Linked DNA regions of Triticum aestivum: region 1 is linked to region 2. The links are chromatin contacts, called in public Hi-C maps. All regions are on one chromosome and are shown on one strand. Each heading gives the region's core, a stretch centred on a gene start, on an enhancer-like site or on the middle of the called end of the contact. The rest is flanking DNA. Distances are from core to core; before and after follow the strand shown.

What was found. Hi-C and Micro-C count contacts between places; a contact is called where the count stands out from the background.
Region 1: a Hi-C map of leaf shows a contact between it and region 2, with 5 times the contacts expected there. The contact joins the promoter of LOC123079539 here to the promoter of LOC123079537 in region 2. A contact is called at or near these places in 3 of 5 Hi-C or Micro-C datasets (leaf and an unstated tissue) and 1 of 1 datasets of contacts at active chromatin or transcription factors (leaf).

Annotation. Positions count from the first base shown.
Region 1 is chr3D:445,372,059-445,377,934 of IWGSC CS RefSeq v2.1, reverse strand. It overlaps LOC123079539 (glycerophosphodiester phosphodiesterase GDPD1, chloroplastic), which reads right to left and starts at 2,633. Exons shown (of 8, transcript XM_044502317.1): 1 at 2,375-2,633; 2 at 2,079-2,275; 3 at 494-553; 4 at 55-135. The coding sequence starts at 2,465.
Region 2 is chr3D:444,964,138-444,969,903 of IWGSC CS RefSeq v2.1, reverse strand. LOC123079537 (F-box protein SKIP24) reads left to right here and starts at 1,830. Exons shown (of 5, transcript XR_006438020.1): 1 at 1,830-2,361; 2 at 2,443-2,616. It overlaps LOC123079538 (cysteine synthase), which reads left to right. Exons shown (of 10, transcript XM_044502316.1): 8 at 1-58; 9 at 135-215; 10 at 325-816. The coding sequence ends at 414.

The sequences.
Region 1 (5,876 bases), core at 1,384-3,883, 410 kb before region 2:
CCACCACTACTAATGACCAAATGAGCACACTGGTGTTTTGCACTTCCTCCGTACCTTCCCTTGCTTGTTTTGTGGGCCATACTGGAGGAAATCTTCCAACTGAAGATCAGTGACACGCTTCTCTGAAATTTTGCCCTGAAAATCGATAGTCCTCATGAGATTTAGGTTGGTTGCTTACACAAGTGGTATGGAAACAGGAAAATATCAAAGTTGGCAGCATTTCAGGTAGTAGCCTGTTTGGCATGTGCTTTTTGTGGCGGTTTCTACATGGCTGTTTGGATAGCAGCATGGCTGCCGAAAATTCAGGTGTACACCAAACCTTTTGGCCAGCTATTCAGTTTTATTGCCAACATCTGGGCGAGCTCACGCGGCCAAACCGTTAGCCAAATAATTGGTGGGGCCCATCCAAACAGCCCCTACAATCACTCACCGGGGAAAAGGAAATGATGGAAAGTGATACGCATACAGAGCAAGAGGGCACATGTGAACTTACATGTTCTTCAGTAACGATGAAGTTGTCATGGAAGATGACTGGGCAGACGTCCTTGGTGACCTACAAAATTGATATTCATGGTTCGCTTCTCAACATCTTTGCACACTGAATTATTTAGGAGACAAAGAGAGAAGGGCCAGAAGTGAAAAAAATCAGTATCTTCTTTGAACACTTTGAACAAATTTAGCTTTGAAGCAAATTAGAAATGGAAACATTTGCTTGGCGTTTTGCGCAATAGCACCGTAAGAAGGGAAAAAACCGATGATGGACTAAAACGATAGATATATGGGACAGGCAAGATATATCACCTTGATAAGTAGTACAAGTTGGAGGTGGGGTTTGGCGTTATCAGAAGTACTGGATCGCACTAGTGCAACAGGACAAACGAACAACTAGCTAGTGTACTATCTTGCGTGAGTGCTGCTTCAGGTACGACAAAAGTTGTACGATCGCAACAGATAGACGACATCATTGATGCAGCCTCGTCACAGTCCACTGTGATATCGTACCCACATCGGATACATCAAGAATATAATGACATTTCGAACAAACCAATCTAGGACCAAACCTTTAATCTGTCAAATTATGTCTATAACTGCATCATATCCGGTTCAAATATTGCGGTTTGTGTCTGTCTAGAACACATCTATCTTTGCCCTAGTTATTACACATTAAGTGACTCGATCAAACATAAAAAAAGGAAATAAAAAGAATACCCTCACAAATTGCAATACTTAGAGCAATTCCAAGAGCTCCTGTAAAAATCTTCTTACGGGATGACTGTATAATTTAGGGAAAGTTTTCTAACACCTACTTTTTTAGTTCCGTAAAACTTTTGCCCATAAAATATATATTTCTGTATTTTTTTCATTAAAAGGCGTTGGTGCTCGCAAGTCAGTGACACTGTGTGTCCATGCCGACGACATGGCAGCGGCGGCGGCGGAGGCCTGAGGCATTCCGACAACGGCACGGTGGTGTTCCAACGTTCCGGTGGCGTGAAATTTCAGGCGGTTATCTGCCGCCGTAATTATACGAGAAGATCATCTTCCGGTAAACTTGGAGGATAGAGGAGGTGGTGTTTTCAGGCATACAAGAGCTATTGGGGTTGCTCGTAGGGGACATCTAGATGCTTTAGCAAAACTATTGTGGTTTTAAACTGTGTTAGTACAAGTTAGTACTATTATTTTGTGCTGGTGAGCTGGTCAGATCTGGAGAGCTCGATGAGCCGCCCCACTTTTCCACATGGGAGGCCACCGCGACGCATGTGGGGTCGCTTCGGTACGCGGCGACCTTTCCCCAGCGGCGACACGGCAAAACGTGCTCGAGCCGCTCCGGACGGCCACGTCCCCATCAACAAAGATCCCCTAGACCGGACACACTACACCGAGGAGAGCTACACCAGTTCCGGAAGTCTAGGACCCACGTAGACCCACCCCATGCACCTGCACCAGTTCCTTCCGTAAAGGCCTCTCCTTTCCTCGGAACCCGCGTAACAGCAGCCTAACAAATTAATTAATTAACGTAGCACGCAGGGGAGGTGGGAGGGATTCGATTGGAGCGGACGGAATCGAGATCTTCTTCATACCTGGACGTCGAACTCGACGTAGTCGACGGCGAAGCGCGCCGCCTCGTTGAACGACCGGATCGAGTTCTCCTTCACCTCCTGCAGCCGCCGGTCCGGCGACGCCAGCGCGTTCATCCCCTTGCCGCGGTGCCCGATCACCGCGAACCGCCGGCCCGCGCCGCGCTGCTGCCTCTTCATCGCCGCCGCCGACTCCGCGTCTGCGGTCGCGCGCGCCCGGGCAACACACGTTATCGCCGGCCGATCGACCAACCGAAAAGTAGAAACAACGCGGGGACGGCGAATGAGACGGCACGTACCGAGGACCCGCGCGGCGGCGGCGAGGTGGTCCGGCACGACGACGTCGAGGCTGGGGACGTCGGCGACGCGCGCGGCCTTGAGCAGAGCCATTGATCGGTCGACCCGATGTGTTGTTATACGTGCACACGTGCGGCGTGCCGAATTGGTGGGGATCTCGGACAGCGAGCGCCGGGGTGGATTCGGCGAGGAGAGGAGAGGAGAGGGAGGGGTTCAATGGATGATGGCTGGCTGGCTGGCGAGTTGCAACGGACGGGGAAAGGAGTTTATATGGACGGATGGACGCCGGAGTTGAATGTGATGCCGGAGCGGGAATATTCCAGGGTGCCGCTCGGGCTCTCGGGTTTATCCTCCGGGATATTCGCTTTGCCGCATCGCCTTCCCGGACAGGTCTCCTGTCCTATTTTTACGTCACCCTGTCTCGATTTTCCTTCTATATCTCTCTCTTAAAAAAACATCTGTAACTTTATTTATTTATCTTTATAGATTTTTTAGAGAAAGGAAACAGTCCATAATTAGAACTGGTACCGGATTGTTTAAGAAAGAAGAGGCTTCAGATCAGGGGGAACATCGGCAATCAACACAAAATCCCGGTTCCGAACTTGCATGCACAGCTAGCTCATGGGCCAGCGCAATCCTGCCTCTCTTCTAAAATCGCCTCAATGGGGAGACCTCCTGAAATTTGCCCAGCAAGTCTTCCACGTCAGCCATGACTCGTATAGGCCTCAATTATCCTGCCTCTTGGGATCCAGCGAGAAGATAACCTTGCACAGTCAGACTCCACGCAGATGGGACCTCGACAGAATCGCAACAACTCTGTTAACCCGGTCTGCACTGCCAAAGCCTTGTTGGGTGGATTAGCAATTTTTTTATTGATTGATTAATTTCATTCATAAATAAATTATAAATATACGACAATATTAAACTCATAGCGATATCTTGTCACGTAAGCACTGTCAGACCCAGAGGACTATCGCAAGCAGGCGTCGTCTGAAAACTCTTCCAGAGATCATACTAGGGCCAACAGCAAGCAGGAGACAAGGAATTCTAGCAACAAGAAAGATAAGAGGGAGGAGGTGAATTCCCCAGTGAAGAACAGGCAGCAGCAGAAACGAAAGGATGCACCTAATCAAGTCTACAAGCCGGTGGCCAAAACCACACTGCTGCTCACCGATGGAGGTGCAGATCCAGGTGTTGATGGTAATACTATGGCTGGAACTGATGCAACATCAACAAGCCGTGAAGAGGGAGAGGACTTTGTTAGGGAGATAAAGAAGAAGAAACCTACACCTGAAAACTCGGCAGAGACCGCGCCGCGGTCCTGCCAGCCCCAATGAGTTGCATCGGCTGGAACTGCCGGGGGCTTGGGAACCCCGAGGCAGTTCGAGAACTTCGCAGCATTGTGAAGTTGGAAGGGCCCGCTCTTCTTTTTGTCATGGAAACGAAAAATAGAGCTAAAAGAGTAGAAGATTTGCATAACAGTTTGGGTTTTGCTGGTTGTTTTGCTGTAGACAGTGCAGGTCTTAGCGGCGTCATTGGTCTGTTTTGGTCCCGTGATGTGTCAGTTGAACTAAAGAACTACAGTCAACGGCACATTGATGTGATGGTTACTAACAAACTACTGAACTCTCCACCTTGGAGGTTCACGGGGTTTTATGGTGCACCGCGAGCGGAAGAGAGGCATCATAGTTGGAGGTTCTTACGCTCGCTGCATTCTATTCCTCATGATGCATGGCTATGCATGGGGGATTTTAACGAGACCTTATACTCCACCGAACATTTTAGCCGGACTGCTCGTCCGGGGCGACAAATGCGAGCTTTTAGAGAGGTGATTGATGATGTCTCCCTCCAGGGTCTAGGTTGGTCAGGTACAACTTACACATGGGATAACCGACAGTCTGGAGTGGACAATGTAAAAGCAAGGCTGGATCGAGCTCTTGCTAACGAAAGTTTTCGGCAACATTTTCAGTATATCAGGGTTCGGCATCTGTCCTCGGTGGAGTCCGATCACTGTTTTGTGGTTGCGGAAATAAAAGAAAAGTTCGAGACGCGATCTAGGGCCAAGAAACAGTTCAGGTATGAAAATATCTGGCAAACTCATTCGGACTACGATCGGCTCGTTTGCGATACTTGGCGAGGAATCCAACGTGGCCCAGGGCTACAAGGCATTGTCTCTGCACTAGGTGATTTGCAAGCAACTCTGGAACCTTGGGGATCCAGAGAGTTTGGGTGTCTGACAAGACGGGTCAGACAACTCCAAAAGAAACTTGATCGGCTTCGTTCCTTGTCCATTGATCGTGGCCCATCAGAGGAGGAACAAAGCACAGTTAAAAAGTTAAAGGAGGCTCTGCACTTGGAAGAAGTGTGGTACCGCCAGCGGTCACGTGTGCCTTGGCTAAGGGAGGGAGACTGAAATACAAGCTATTTTCAGGCCCAAGCCAGGCAGCGTAAGAGGATGAATAGAATCCAAGGACTCAGACGTTCTGATGGAACAGTATGTATGGATGAGAACAAGGACAAGGAGGAAGTGCAACAGTTCTACAAAAACTTGTACCAGTCCGAAGGGTTCCATGATCCATGCGAGTTACTAGCTCATGTTCCAACAAAAATCTCAGAAGCTATGAACACCGAGCTCACTAAACCCTACACTGCGGAGGAGGTCAAAACTGCGCTGTTCCAGATGGCTCCTTCGAAAGCTCCTGGTGTAGATGGGTTCACGGCGGGGTTTTATCAGCGGCATTGGGACCTTCTCGGTGGAGATATCACTAATGCAGTTCTGGAGTTTTTAAATGGTGGGGAGTTAGCGCCGGGTCTGAACGACACTTCCATTACTATAATCCCAAAGGTAAAACATCCCCAGTCCATTTCTCAGTACCGTCCAATTGCATTATGTCCTGTTTTGTACAAGATTGCGAGCAAAGCAATTACAAACCGTCTGAGATGCTTAATGGATGAGGTTATCAGTGAGGAACAAAGCGCTTTTGTACTGGGGTGCCTCATTACTGATAATGTGCTTGTGGCATACGAGAGCGTGCACACAATGCGGAGGAGGAAAAAAGGGAACAATTTTTCTTGCGCGGTAAAGCTAGATATGATGAAAGCTTATGACCGGTTCGAGTGGCACTATCTCGAAGCAATTCTGTCCAAGCTAGGGTTCAGCATTGTCTTCATCAGGTTGATCATGAAATGTGTATCTTCAGTCCGTTTTTCGGTTCGAGTTAATGGCGAGCTCTTGCCGTTCTTTACCCCTTCGAGAGGTCTTCGTCAAGGTGATCCAGCGTCGCCATATCTGTTTCTTTTATGTGCGGAAGGCTTTTCCTCCTTGTTGAAATTCTACAACGGAGGAATTATAGATAGAGGCCTGAGAGTAAGCTATAGATCACCGTGGGTCTCTCATTTGTTATTTGCAGATGACAGTCTCATTTTTATTGATGCAAAAGATCAGAGTGCCCTCAGACTTAATGAGATCTTAAGGATTTATGGAGATGCTTCGGGACAGCGAGT
Region 2 (5,766 bases), core at 581-3,080:
TACCACTGCGGAGGCAGTTGATGTTGCGAGGCTACTTGCACTAAAAGAGGGCTTGCTGGTAAGGAAGTGCACAACCAAATAAATTATTACTGAGTTATCAGTTTGGCATTCACATGGGTTGTTTGTTTTCACAGGTTGGCATTTCGTCAGGTGCTGCAGCAATTGCTGCTATAAACGTGGCCAAAAGACCTGAAAATGCTGGAAAGCTGATTGCGGTGAGATATTTCCGTCGATTTGAACATGTTGCCAATCTGGCATGGCTACCGGTTTATAGATGTCCTCCTATAACCCACTCACCAGATGGTTAATGACATGAATTTGCAGGTTATCTTCCCCAGCTTTGGAGAAAGATACATCTCTAGCATTTTGTTCCGGCCGATATACAACTCCGTTCGAAGGATGAGGAAGAGATGACTAACTTCACCCACTCCAAGAAAGACGAATCCGACAGGCTTCCACAGCATGACAAACATAACACATCAAGCAGGGCTGAGGTGTGGAATGCTCCGGCAGCAGAAGGGCGCGGGTCGTAGAAAAACTTTGAAATAGGGGCGGAGTTGCTGCCGAGTGGGCTGCAGGACTGCATCAACTTGGTTCCATAAAAACCCGAGGGAAGGGAAAATCATGAGTTGTTGTATACTGTATTATCTGCCTCGAACGTTTGGAACTCGGTGAAACATGCAGAGCTAGATGCAGTAGTTCGCTTAGGATCTTTGTTTGAGTAGTCTAGGGCCTGGAACAAAACAGACTTGTCATCTGATATTTGCCTGATCTTACTAAATGGTCTCCTATCCTAGTTGGTGATTGGTTCGTTCAGATTGAGCTCGTGAGTTACGTTTTTGAGCTCAACAAATGGTTGGGAATATTGCATACTCTCTCCTTTGCGATTTGTAGTATGAATCGTAGTCCCTCCGTCCCGACTACTAAATTTGTACTGTCAAACTAACGATATTGAATACGAGTGATTTCTGTTACCTCCGCTGTTCTTTGTACAGTAATGTGTTCTTTGTACTATAGTGACAGTTAAGTTCTTTGTACTAGAATGATAGTTGATAGATTGAACATTTGTAGTAAATACGTGTAGTTGATAGATTGAACATTTGTAGTACATACGTGCACGCATACCCTTCGGCTGTGACTTAAGGCAATTAGGGTTGCTCGCATCCTGCCGGCGCCACCACAGGTCTATAATGACAGTTGATTAATAGATCGAACATTTGTAGTAAACACGTGCACGTATACCCTTCGGTTGCGACTTAAGGCAATTAGGGCTGCTCGCCTCCTGCCGGTGCCACTGTAGGTCTATCATGTCCAACTCTGTTTTAGGTGTCTTTTTCTGTTTCTTTAGGCTTTGTGTTCTGCTCATAAAGCCAAGACGGCAACAGTTCCCTGAGGATGGAATAATGTTCTCCCCGTCTAGCCCGGCCCCGACGGTGCATCTAGCCTCGTCGGAGGATGTGTGGAGGTGTGTCTCCCGTGGATCCAGTGGGATTCGGTTGGTGTTTGTCTTCAGTGGATCCGCTTAAATCTAGTCTTCATTCGTCTGCATCCGTGTGCCTGCAGATTGCTATTCTGGTACGCTGATCCTATGGGGTCCTAGCACGACAACTTCTCGACTGTTTACTAAACAAGGTTTGCCCGGCTCCCGGTGAGAAAGAGGTGATGACGGCGGCGTGCCTTCGGCTCGCTTTAGTGATTATAGTTATTGCTAGGTGGTCTACGGAACTGGATATATTTTTATTTCTGATGTTCTCCGTAGGACAGTTGATGGATAAATAGAAAGTTTCTGAAATAAAAGAGATGAACAATTTTCTATCTTTAAGAAAGAAACAAACAAACCCAGTAGTACTACAGATATAACAAAATAATCCAAATCCAAACGCTCATTTCGTGGGACCCATCGGCAGGGACCGATTTTGGCGGCGCGGGTTCCTGATTTCTCTAACTCGCCGAGGCGCCGACGAAGGCCCGCAGCAAAGCCAGCAACTACCGCAGCGAAGGCCCCGGCGACGGCGACGGCGACGGCGTAGCCTACCTACCTTCCTACGCCCGCACGGCCGCCTCTGTTGCTGCATCCGCCCCGCAACTCTCCAGCGGTAATTCGGTCGAGCCGAACATGTCGGCGTCCGATCTGCCCGACGAGCTGTGGGCGCGCGTCCTGGAGCTCGGCGCCGCCTCCGCCGCGCTGGGGTTCCGAGACCTCTGCTGCCTCGCCATCGCCTCGCGCCGCCTCCGCCGCCTCTCCCTCCACCCGCCCCTCTGGTCGGCGCTCCTCTCCCGCGACTTCCCCTCCCAATCCCAGCCCTCATCCTCCTCTTCGCAGCAACAGCAGCCCGATCCCAAATCCCTCTACAGGACCAAGTAGTTTTCCGTCCCTGCCTCTTCGTTCAGATTATTTATATATGGCCCCCGTCTGAGCGCGTGACTTGTGCTCCGCTGCAGGTTCGAGAGGCACAAGCTGCGGATGGCGGAGGCGAGGCGGCGGGCCGTGTACGAGGCGGAGGGGCGGGTGGTGGCGTGCCGGAGGCGTCTCACGGAGCTGGAGGAGTCGATGTGCGCCGAGGGGGATAGGATGAAGGCCACCGCGCAGGAGCTGGACAGCCTCGAGAGGGTCAGGTCGGTTCTGTTTCCCCACCTGTGTTTCTTCTTCTCTAGTGAAATTCGCTCTTGATGCTATAAATCATATGCGATGTAGTGACCGGAAACAGCAAATTACCTGACTAGCTAATGCAGAGGGTAGAAAGAAGCTAGGAATTATCTGAAGGGAATGACAATTATCCAATTATCCCCTAATATCTGAACTGACCGTAGCATGTATAGGCAACAGTAGGTATTGCTCAAGACAGATGCTGGCATGATCCATTGAGCTACCTGTTTACACTTTAACTGGACCGAGATTGTCCCGTCCTTCCAATTTAAGGCCTCTTATAGTCTTATATATGCCACTCGTTATCGAACAGCACCATGTACCCCTGTCTAGCAGCTGAGACTTGCTCTTTAGTCGGAGCAATTGCTTCCATGTTTATTTGAGCTGCTTATCTATGCAAGAGCTGGTCCGATGTCGTCTCTTGACTCAAACGCTCAACAATAAACAGCTGCTTCTGCTGCCTTTTGAGATGAAGAAGGAAAATTATCTCACATGAATGCTCTATGGCTGTTGTAACTTGGAACGCTCCATTAAATTTAGAAGCATCTTCATTTTCATTTCGTTGTATCAGGGTAAAAAGCCACTGTTTACAATTTGATTAACGGAATCATCCAAGCAGTGCACGAAACGGTTGTATCTCATTTGGCAACATTATGACATGTTGTGGTTGTGCATGGACATGAAAACAAAATTAAATGATACCAATTATAAACACTGTTCAAGAATTCATCCGATTAATCACTTAACGGGCCAGTTAATCGCTACTCGTAGGGTGACTGAATCGAATAGCACCTATTCATCCTGTTAACTTGTCAGGCCGATTAATTGGCCCGTTAGACCGATTAATCGGTTGTTAGGCCGGTTAATCGCTGCTGACCCATTAACTTGTTGGCAAACAAAGCCCAAAAAATTTCCCTGTAACCCCTTCCATCCCCCTCTCGCTCCTCAATAGCTAGGGTTCGACCAAACAGTAGCATATTTTGGTATATTGCATAGCTGAGAGGATGAGAGTATGGTATAATACATAAAAGACTAGATATATGTTGGCAATTTCTATTTAATTTACCGATTAATGGTCGACCGGTTAATCCAATTACTGATTAATCACTCTCCCAGGCTGACCGAGCAGCTACCAATTATCGATTTCCTGAACAATGATTATAAATAATGGGTAGTGTTGAGTTGTCACGTTCTGCACATGTGTTGTAATTGTTTCTGTTGTAACTTCACGTCCTAGTCTTTGAGCCTTATCCCGAGCGTGATTCATGCATGTAGGATCCATCTCTCTCTCCCTTGTATATGTACCATGACACTCAGTGAATACAAGATGTGCGCCAATCATTCTTCAACTTGGTAATGAGACCTATGTCGATCAGCCCCACTCACTTCTCCTCTGAGACCCTTCCTGTCACCAGCGAGCTCCCCGTCGGGTACCTTTCCGCTGGGGCTGGGGCTGCTGCGCGCCCTCGTGCTCCAGCTACCGATGATCTTCCCCGAACAGCTAGTCGTCCACTTTCTGCCCTCCCACTCAACCCCTCCAGGCCTCCTCTCGCATCGCTCCCTGCTACCGCTGGCCCTTCCTTCTCCATCCCGTCCATCCACAGGCTGAACATCACCGGTGTTCTTGACTTCAAGTTGGCTATCGACGGCACCAATTTCTCCCGATGGTGTTTCTTCATCAACATGCTACTCACCCGTTACCACGCACACAACCATGCGCAGGTAGGAGTTTGCTGACCGGCTCTCCGATCCGGTCTGGCGCGACGACGACAACATCATAGTGATGTGGTTTTTAGCCGCCATTTTCAGTGACCTCCCCGGCTGACCCGGTGACGCACACGATCTGGACTCTCTCCACAAGTATTTCTTTGACAACGACACTGGCCTCGCCATGTATCTTTAGCAGGAGTTCCAAGCGACCGTCCGCGGCGATCTGTCCATCAACGAGTACTGCCGATGCCTACAAACTATTGCTATGGCTCTTTCTGATGTCCAGTCGTCGGTCAGCGACCGCATGCTTACACTGCAAATGCTCGACAGGCTTGGAAAGAAATTCAAGATGCAACCCGCTATTCTCCAATCGAAGGTGCCCCTCCCTACCTTTGCTCAAGCCCGTTCACGCCTTGTCTTGCCGGAATTTGCATTGAAAAGCATGCCCGTGCGGAGGGCTCGCAGTTGCTTGCCGTCCACTCCAACGACGACTGCGACGATCGTGCCGCCGATCATGGCGGTGCTCGACAGGGCGACCGGGCTCCCAAGGATGGCGGTGGCCATGGTCGTGGTCGAGGAGATGCTCCCACTGGTCGCAGTGCTGGGCAGCAGCCCTCGCTTGGCTACTTCGCTCCTATGGGATGCCCTTCCCTCCAGCCCGCGCACCCTGAATACCGCCCAACTCTGTTGGGGTCTTTGGTCCTCGCCCCGGCGTCCAACACCACGCCTATCTGGTGATGTACCTCGGTGCATCGGCTCCGCCTATGCCTGCTCCCTATAGGACCACACTGTCATATTCCATGTTGCACCAAGCCACGACTCATCCTTCCCTCCTAAACACGAGTGGTTCGTGGAAACGGGGGTGGGCTTGCATGTCGCCAACTACCCAAGTATATTGACCTCGTCTTATTCCCTTAGCTCATTCTGCTAGTCATATTGTTGTCAGCAAAATAGCTTCCAGTCATTGCTACCGGCAATGCTCAACCCCTCCTCCGTGACCGTTCCATCTCTCCCATATACTCATCTCTCCCAATTGTTAGAAACTTAGTTTATGTTCACAAATTTACTGGTGACGATCTATGTTCAGTTGAATTTGTTCCTTTTGTCTTTTGCGCGATGGACCTAGCAACCAGGGTTATTCTTCTTAGGGGCAATAGCCACGACGACTTGTAGCCCTTCTCTAGCAAAAGCAAGACGCATCATCAGCAACACTCACCTTCTCCTCGTAGGACCTTATGGTCCCGATGGCTCAGCCATCCCGGTGCTGCTACTATGACTCATTTTCCTTTGGTGCCATAGGTCCTACGATGAGACGGTGAGTGCTGCTGATGGTGCGCCACCGTTATTGCTGAAGAAGGGATACAAGTCGCCGTGGATATTGCACCTCAGAAAAATTGCCCCGGTTGCTA